2 separate regions of the Gossypium arboreum genome follow, and region 2 is linked to region 1. Evidence: chromatin contacts called from public Hi-C data. All regions are on one chromosome and are shown on one strand. The core of a region is the stretch at or near the end of the contact, and the rest is flanking DNA. Distances in the headings are between cores, read along the strand shown. Region 1 holds the start of LOC108457727 (probable inactive receptor-like protein kinase At3g56050). Region 2 holds the start of LOC108470950 (protein VAPYRIN-like).

Evidence for each region. Hi-C and Micro-C count contacts between places; a contact is called where the count stands out from the background.
Region 2: a contact with region 1 is called in a Hi-C map of leaf, with 3 times the contacts expected there. The contact joins the promoter of LOC108470950 here to the promoter of LOC108457727 in region 1. A contact is called at or near these places in 3 of 5 Hi-C or Micro-C datasets (all in leaf).

The regions. Positions count from the first base shown.
Region 1 is chr4:18,652,371-18,656,630 of ASM2569848v2, forward strand. LOC108457727 (probable inactive receptor-like protein kinase At3g56050) reads right to left here and starts at 1,897. Exons shown (of 8, transcript XM_017756816.2): 1 at 1,435-1,897; 2 at 1,202-1,340; 3 at 757-828; 4 at 509-652; 5 at 1-412. The coding sequence starts at 1,546. LOC128291762 (a long non-coding RNA gene) reads left to right here and starts at 1,908. Exons shown (of 2, transcript XR_008281627.1): 1 at 1,908-2,719.
Region 2 is chr4:18,859,852-18,864,111 of ASM2569848v2, forward strand. It overlaps LOC108470950 (protein VAPYRIN-like), which reads right to left and starts at 2,164. Exons shown (of 2, transcript XM_017772485.2): 1 at 954-2,164; 2 at 1-636. The coding sequence starts at 1,949. The coding sequence ends at 217. LOC108472615 (probable methyltransferase PMT23) reads right to left here. Exons shown (of 8, transcript XM_053027041.1): 3 at 4,118-4,260; 4 at 3,918-4,028; 5 at 3,604-3,781; 6 at 3,152-3,406; 7 at 2,879-3,073; 8 at 2,391-2,786. The coding sequence ends at 2,597. It overlaps LOC128291763 (a long non-coding RNA gene), which reads left to right and starts at 2,661. Exons shown (of 2, transcript XR_008281629.1): 1 at 2,661-2,797; 2 at 2,900-3,610.

The sequences.
Region 1 (4,260 bases), core at 647-3,146:
TTTCACAGTAGATACCTTGTAAGTTTTCAAGAGATAGGCAATGATTATTAATATTAGAAGAAATGTACCACCCCCTATGCTTCCGACTAGTATTGCTGCTTGATGACTTGACTTAGAGTCAGGAATAGAAGGATTGCTTCCCGATGGCGATGGAGCAGAAGTATTAGGTACTGTATCATTTCCAGAAGGTTTAGAAGCAGGAGCAGAGGGAGGTCGTGGAACAGGAGCACCCCTTAAATATGTACTATTTGTGGATGGTTCAGAAGATGCAGGATGAGTTGGAGCTCTAGATGTACGAGGAGATGGAGGCATACTATAATTTAAAGGGGGTGCTTTTGGTGACTTTGCAGAAGTGTTTGCCGTTTCTTGCAGCAATCTCCTTAGCACTGCACCTTCAGATCGGTCACTGTTCCTACAAGAGAATAAACAAGGATTAAATAACTGAATAACAAAGACTAGAAAGAAACACAGCATTGCTCCGGGTATGAGAACTGAATTGTTGACTTACTGGATTGTTAGGGAGAGATCGTTGCTGAGTCCAGATGGAAGCGATTCATTGAAATTATTGTATCCCAAGTCTAACACCTCTAATTCCTTCAGTTTGCTGATCCCTTCGGGGATAGTTCCGGTAAAAGAGTTGTTCCGCAAGATACTGTGGGGGAAAACAATTGCTTCAGAACAGTGCATACAAGAAAAGTAGATCGCCAAATCGCACTTTGCTTTTGATATCAACAATCCGATAAAGATCATACTTACATAGACTTAATATGAATTAGAGTTCCAAGCTCAGGTGCCAGTGTTCCTTCAAGACAAAGATCTTTCAAATTCCTGCATTTTTATTCAGTCCATCAAATCCTTAAACAAATTAAAGGAAATAATTCATCACAATTTGCCTAAACTTTGAATCAGTATTCAGCACAAATACCAGTGCCTTTATCTGACCAAAAAATCTACTTAAAATCCCAATTTCACAAATAAATATATATATATATTGAAATTTGGTAAATTAGATATCAAAGCTAGTATTTGATATTATGTTACTACTTACAATCATATCTCAAAATTGTAAATGATACTCTCCCGACCAAAAAGTAAATAAGAAATTATTAAAGGCAGAAGATTTCATTTATGTTTCCTTTCTTTTCTCGGAAACCAAACATCATCCACCCAAAAACAATCATTGGTGCCAAAAAAAACTTACAAAGCAATAACTTTGCCATCACAGCACTCGACACCAAACCAAGAACAATGGTTAATCTCTCCATCTTCTTCCTTCCAAGCCCACAAAGCACCAAATGGATCATTCACCACTCTCTCTCTTAGTCTCAACAAAGCAAATCCTGCATATCCATTACCAAAAACCATTGTTTTCCCTCCATTTTCCCAACAAACAAACCAAACCCAAAAATTGAAACAAAAAAGTGAAAAGTTTACCTTCTTCATTCAACGACCAACAAGCCAAACTTTGACATAATAAAAGCAGCAAAACACCAACTCGAAACTCTTGTCTTAGTCTTACAAACTTCCAGTTCTTCTTCATCATCATCGTCTTCTTGTTTGAGAGGTCTTCACTCGAAAAAAAAAAACCAGAAAATTTTCACTACGATAGGAAGAAAAAACAAAAAAAAAAAAAGAAACGCGGCTGAGTCAGTGGGTGAATCTAACACGATATTAGAGTTAAGACAATTTTCCTCGTTTTTCTATTTGTTTCTGGTTTTGAAACGCGTACACTCAAAAGACTCACTGAACTACGTATCAACCTTTACAAATTTCTCCCTTATTTCATTTTTAGCCGCAGTAAATAATAAAGGTAAATTAAGGTTCCGGATAATTTTCTTTTGGCATAATTTCAAAAAATACCCTCAACATTTAGGGAGTTTTGGTTTTGTGCCCGTATTGACACTCTCAACCTTACAATTTTTTTAAAAATCAGCCTAATTTTAACGATAAATATTAGTTCACAGTCAATCAAATTGTAGATCAACAAAGTAACTTATGTGGCATGCCACATAAGCATAATCTCATAATTTTTTTTTTCATTTTATTTCCTTTCTTACTTCTTCTTTCTTTCTCTCTTTCTTCTTCATGGTTTTTGCATTAGATGGAAACCAATAAAACAAAACCAACAAACTTCCTCAAGTAGCCTCTCACAAATCCGTTCTCTAGAAATCCACCTACCAATGATCTTGCTCCATTGCGGTCTCTATTGCCAATGGAGCCTCCTGCATCAACTAGTACATGTGCAGCTCAATTCGTTTTCCTCATCACATATCTACCCATGGGAAACTAAACAAAGCCTCTGTGCAAAGTCTATTAACTCCTCCACTACTGTCAAACGTTCTAAGGTTTGAAATCTTATCTTCCTCAATGGTGGAGAAAGAGGCATTGTCGAAGCTCGCTAGGGCCAACCCACCAACTGAAGACATGGATCTCAAAACCTTAACTCCTTCGCCCAAAACCCTAATGCCAGAGACGATGCCAACAATGACTTCGAATCGAGTGCAAGAGATAGGAAAATGACGAAGAAACTGAAGACGTTTCTAAAAAGTAGAAACTAGAGAAGTCCGTAGAGGAAGAAAGGTTGGAGAAAAAGTCAGATGGGTCACCGAATTTGGGTCGTGTTCGGCTCGATTCGAAGGAGTTCGGGTCGTCGTCGGAGATGCTTGATTACTTCTACTATTTTCTTCACCATTGAGGTACTCAACTGAACTTTAACAAGGTACTAATTAAATTATCTTCTTTTTTTTCTTTGGTTTCGCTATTAGCTTTCATTAGTATTTGCGATTAATTTGATGATCTATTCTATGTAGAAGAAATTTTTTATTTTTGTTTGTATCAGTAGTAGTATTACAATCATAGCTTTCATGGTGAATGAATATAGTATAAGAATTTTTTTTTATTTCACTGTTAGTGTTTATTGGTTTTGATGCACTCAGAATAATTTTTTTATAGATGATATTATCTATGACATCGTGCTTATGTAGCATGCTATATAAGCTATTTTGTTGACGTGCAGTTGATTGACGATCAACTCATATTTACTGTTAAAATTGGGTTGATTTTTAAAAAAAAATCGTAATATTAAGGGTGTCAATCAAAAAATAAAAAAGTTAAGGGCTAAAACCCATAAATGTTAAGGGTATTTTCAACAATTATGCCTTTTCTTTTTAACTTTTTCAATATGTTTTTATTTACATTTTATTTTACATCTATTCATCGGTGAATATGGTTAAAATATTTTTGCAAAGTTTTTCAAATTGGATCGATAGTTTAAGCGATAGTTTAGATCAGGTCATTTGTTCATTGGATTCATCGGTCCTTTCGGTTCAATTAAATAATTTATTAAAAATTTTAAGAAAAAAAATTTGTTTAACTGCTTGGTTTGATTAGTTATTTTGCCTGATTTAATCAATTCATACCGATTTTTAAGTCAACGATCTAAAGATTTTTTTTGAACCGATACCCTAATCGATTTTCGATACAATCAATGAGTCCAATCTAATACAAACAACATTAGAGTTTTGGTAATAAATTATATTTTTACATTCAAATGCAATAATTGATAATTTTATTGATGGTTTTATTAATGCATGCATATATTTAATTTTGGGGAAATTATACGATAATTGCATATTATTAGTTATTTTTAGGATAAATTACACCGCTTGACACGCTAAACTAATGTAGTTTCTATTTTAGTCATATTAATTTTTTTATCAATTTAGTCACTCTAATTAAGATAATTATTCGAATTGGTCACCGTCTTTAAAAATTCCATTAATTTACTAACAGATTGCTAACGTGAACATTAACCAATTGAATAACGACACGTGGCACACTCTTTTTTTTCTTTTTTAAACTTTTGCCTAAAGCTTATGGGTCTCTCTATAATTATTCCAAAATACTTTTTGTTCTTTCTTTTCCCTTTTCTCTCCTCTTGGTCTGTTTTGGTGGGAAACAACAGTGACCAACCATCCCACCGAAACAAAACTAGATAAGAGAGAAGAGGGAACAGAAAGAAAAAAGTGTTTTTGGAATAATTCCAAAGAGGTTCATAAGCTTTAGTTAAAAGTAAAAAAAAAGAGTGTCACGTATTGTCATTCAATTGGCTAATGTGCCACACCAATAATCTATTAGTCGATTAACGAAATTTTAAATAACAATGACTAATTAAAACAAGTATCTTAATTAGATTGACAAAATTGATAAAAAATTAAAGTGGCCAAAATAGGAACAATGTTACTTTAGAGTGGTTTATGG
Region 2 (4,260 bases), core at 914-3,413, 210 kb after region 1:
GGATATTGTTTAAAACGTAAATCACTACATAGCTTGGTTCTAGTTGCACTGGTCATAAGGTGAGTCGTAGCCCCTAGGGTCTCTGTTTCCGTTTCTGTGAGCTTTTTCAAAAACCCATTGGGGATAGGTACTTCTATTGCTAAATTAAACTGCAACTATCTCTATCTCTATGTTTGCTGTTATTGAATTCAAGTATTTTTCTCAGGTAAATACCTCCTAACCAGAAGAGGAAGAAGAGCAAGTTCCTCTGTTGAGAAGAAGCTGTGAGATATGATCATAACCCATAATTTTAGCCATGTATAAAGGAGAGATCCCAGTTTTGGTCTTAGCATTTGCATTGGCTCCATTATCAATCAATGCTTCAACCACCTCTACATCCCCACCTTCCACGGCCATATGCAAAGCGGTGTGGCCCTCATTGTCCTGGCGTTCTAAGTCCAATCCCATTTCTACAAGCACCAACACCACATCCTTGTGGCCTTTTATGGCCGCTACATGCAGCGGTGTCAAGCCGTATTGGTCTTGGAAATTCATGGAACCACCATTTTGTAAAAGGGCTTGCAGCCGCCTCTTGTCTCCATATCTTGCCGCCATCAACACTTCCTTTCCACGTTCCATAATCTCCACCATCTCATCCTGCCATCATCAATAACAACTCACTTTTCCACTAAAAAGCTTCCATTGAATTTTCAAGGTGCCCAGACGTTAAGATACTTGATTATTAGTATATTATTATTAGTATATTTTATAAAAATGTTTTGTTAATGCTAAAAATATAACAATTTCGATATAGAATCATAAATGCAAAATTAATTATTTTCAAAGGTGTTAATTACAAATGATTAGCGTTATAAAAGAATATTTCCTTCCATGAAACTATATTTTTTATATTCCCAAGTTTTTGATCGAGAAATGGAATTCCCTGCCAAATTTGAAAAACCAAAACTACTTACATGCCCCTTATCACGAGCATTATCAAGAGCTGAATGGCCACGATCGTCGCAAATTCTGGGGTCCGCATCCAATTGTATCAACATTTCAATCATCCTACGGTTCCCATTAGCTACAGCTCTGTGAAGTGCAGTCCTCCCATCATTGCTCTTTGCGTTCTTCTCCGCACCCGATTCTAACAACATCTTAGCACACTCGATATTTCCCTTAGTCGCCGCCAAAAGCAATGGCGTTCTGCCTTCTTTGTCTCTCCCAGCCAACGTCTCCCGTCTCCCCTTCCTTAACAACGTCTCAAGGTCAGCCGTCCGATCGAGTGCTACTGCCACGTGTAACTCATTCCATCCTTTAGATTCCCACCGTGGGTCCACCTGATAAAATCCCACATTGCTGTTATTTGCATCTTCTTCTTGATCCTCACGCGAGCCTGTCCTTAAACCCGCTTCAAGCAGCAAATTCACCATGTTCTCCGAATTGTTATCCAACTGAGTCGCGACTCGGAGGAGTGACTCAGCTTCTTTCGTAGATAAATCATACAAAACCGATTTCTGCCGCTTGATAATGTTCTTCACTGCCTCAAAGTCCCCGCGGCTAACAGCTTGTTGGAGAAGAAACGGCCCAACAAAGGCGACCTTGAGCTTGATGTCCTGAGTGGGTCGAGTTGATAGCCAAGAACTGACCGAGCCGGACTGATTTGAGCCATAAGAGTCGAGGTCGAAAGGGGCAGTTCTGATGAGGAAACGATCGGAATGAGAGCGAGGAAAAGTGGGGGGGATGTGGTCTTGGGGTTTAAGGATGATTTGGAGGGCAATATGGGAAGAAGGAGGAACGAGTCCACTGGGGGGATTAACAAGGAATTTATGAGGTGAAGAAGTCTGGACTTTGAAAGCAACTGGGGAAGAAGGGCAAAGGGATCTTAAAACAAGGTTAGAACGGCATTTGGTGTTGAGAATGAAGTTTATGCGTACTTCTGCCTCTGAAATTTCAACCAAATTTTCCATTGCAGATGAAGTTTATATATGTTATTGCGAATAACTAACCAAGGTGTAATTTAGCGGTGAAGGAACAGAGATATAGCAGTTGAAATTAAGGGAAGTGTCGACTGAGAATTGTTTAGCTTGCATGTGATCTTTGTTTGGGGACGATATTTGTTGTCGTCTGACGCTTAGTTCCCACCTAAGCTTGCATGTGATCTTCGACAAAATGAGTCGTCCTTATCAAATATATTTTTAATATCTTTTAGAAAAGAGAAGTTTATATCAGACAAAGAAATAGAAATTGCTTTTAAATAATAAAATTGTGCCAATCAATGCTAAACCATTGTATCAGTATTTTTTTAAAAAAAAAAAAAGATAAGATGAGCTTGAGGAATTTTATATCAAGTAAAAACAAATAAATTGTGAGGGAGACAGCACAACCATATTCATATTTAAAAAAAATAATAATAATAATATGTAGATATTTTTTTATTCCTTCAAAGATATAGAACAAAATGTCCAAATCCCTCTATTGGATGACCTTTTCTATACGATTTACACCAAATATTAGAAAAAAAAATGAGAGGTAAATGTCAAAAGTCTAATCCTTCTTCCTTGCAAATCGAAGAATAAAGTGGGAGTTGAAGTACCTTGGTCCGTGTACCTTGCATTTAGTATTTGGGACGCCAAAACCCCTTCTTCCCAACAAGAAATTGGCCTTCATAAAGGCGTGTCGACCACTGTAGTGATCGCAGTACTGGATTCAGCTTCTGAATGGTTTCCATGGTGTCTTGAAGTAACAGATATCCACCAGGTCTCAGTATGCGATCCATTTCCACAGCTACATCTATAATGTTACATCTGACAGACAGGTTCAAAATCTCGCATCACCATTCTACATTATTCACTCTTTTTCAAGTACAAATCAGAGCAATAGATCATTACTTATATACCTCTCTTGACGGTTTTTGAAGAGAAAACTGGAATGCAGCAGATCATATGTTCGAGGGTACGTACTCAATGACTCGCACCAGTCATGATAGATTCCGATCAAGCCCCTTTCGAAAATAATGGACAAGGTATCTTGTGCATCAATTGGTACAACATTCATCACCCAGAGAGGAAGCTCATTAAGTGCCGCCGCAAACCTGTAAAACCACAATGCCTATGGTGTAGTAAGATTTCTTTATGACAGAAACCTGTAAAAACATAGTTCTATTTCTTACCCTCCATAACCAGCATTCATATCCATCACATTTCTTAAACTAGCCCAGTTTATAGCTAGAGCATCAAAATAGACATCAGATACAAGTGCAGCCCAATGTTTGGTGTCCTCATTGAATATAGCTTCGGCATCTGCTTCAGCTGGAAGGCTTTGAGGCTTATTCCTAAGCCTGTGGGGCCATGGTGAGGGCCAGCCAAGCAAATTACCGTTGCTATCAACTGGAAGTCTGGAAGTACAATGCCTAAGAGGCTTGTACCTGTCATTGTGAATTAGAAATCTCAAGAAGCAATTTCAACATAAATAGAAGGTAGCATCTTTTATGCCAACATTATTTTAGGACAGAACACTCTGTCTACACATAACAAGTGGCACACAGAGCTGTGAACATGTTGAAGCATGCCTTTCGAGTGTAAGCAATGTAATAATATTATATACTAGATCATAAAAGATTACCATGAGACTTCCTTCTTAGTTTTCTGATCACATAATGGTGGACGTTTTGTTCTGTCGTGTGCATAACAGGAATATGAGGAAGGCTTTTGATATATTACAAGCCCAATTTCAGTTGAATCAAAATTGTCACGTTTAGCCACAACCTTCCAGCAGATTGATTGTGTCAAAGCCACCATAGCTGTAATATATACAGAATACCAGAACAACATGGCACATTCAGATTCCACTAACAAAACGGTGAAAACAAACAAGAGAGGAAAGGCAAATAATTTTGGACTTCCCCCCTTGCAGAGACCAGGGAGTTGTATCCTCACACTTCCAAACATAACGATCTCTCTCATCGTTTCGATAAACTGGTGTAGCAGACCATACAAAGAATCCCCCAGGCCTCAGAATCCTGTTCAGCTCCAATAATGGTTTCCCACCTGCTTTTTGCATTTAAGTCTCAACAATTACATCATAAGATAGAAAAAGGAAAACTGTAACAATGAAACTAAACATAATAACATGGTACCATCCTCTTCCCAATGAACTCTGCATCGTGCACAATGTATCAAGTCATATGCATCGTCTGGAAATGTCAACTTTTTTGAACCGATGACAGAAAGTGTAGCTGGAATTCCCCTCTCTAAAGCAAACTGTATCTGAGCTTCATGT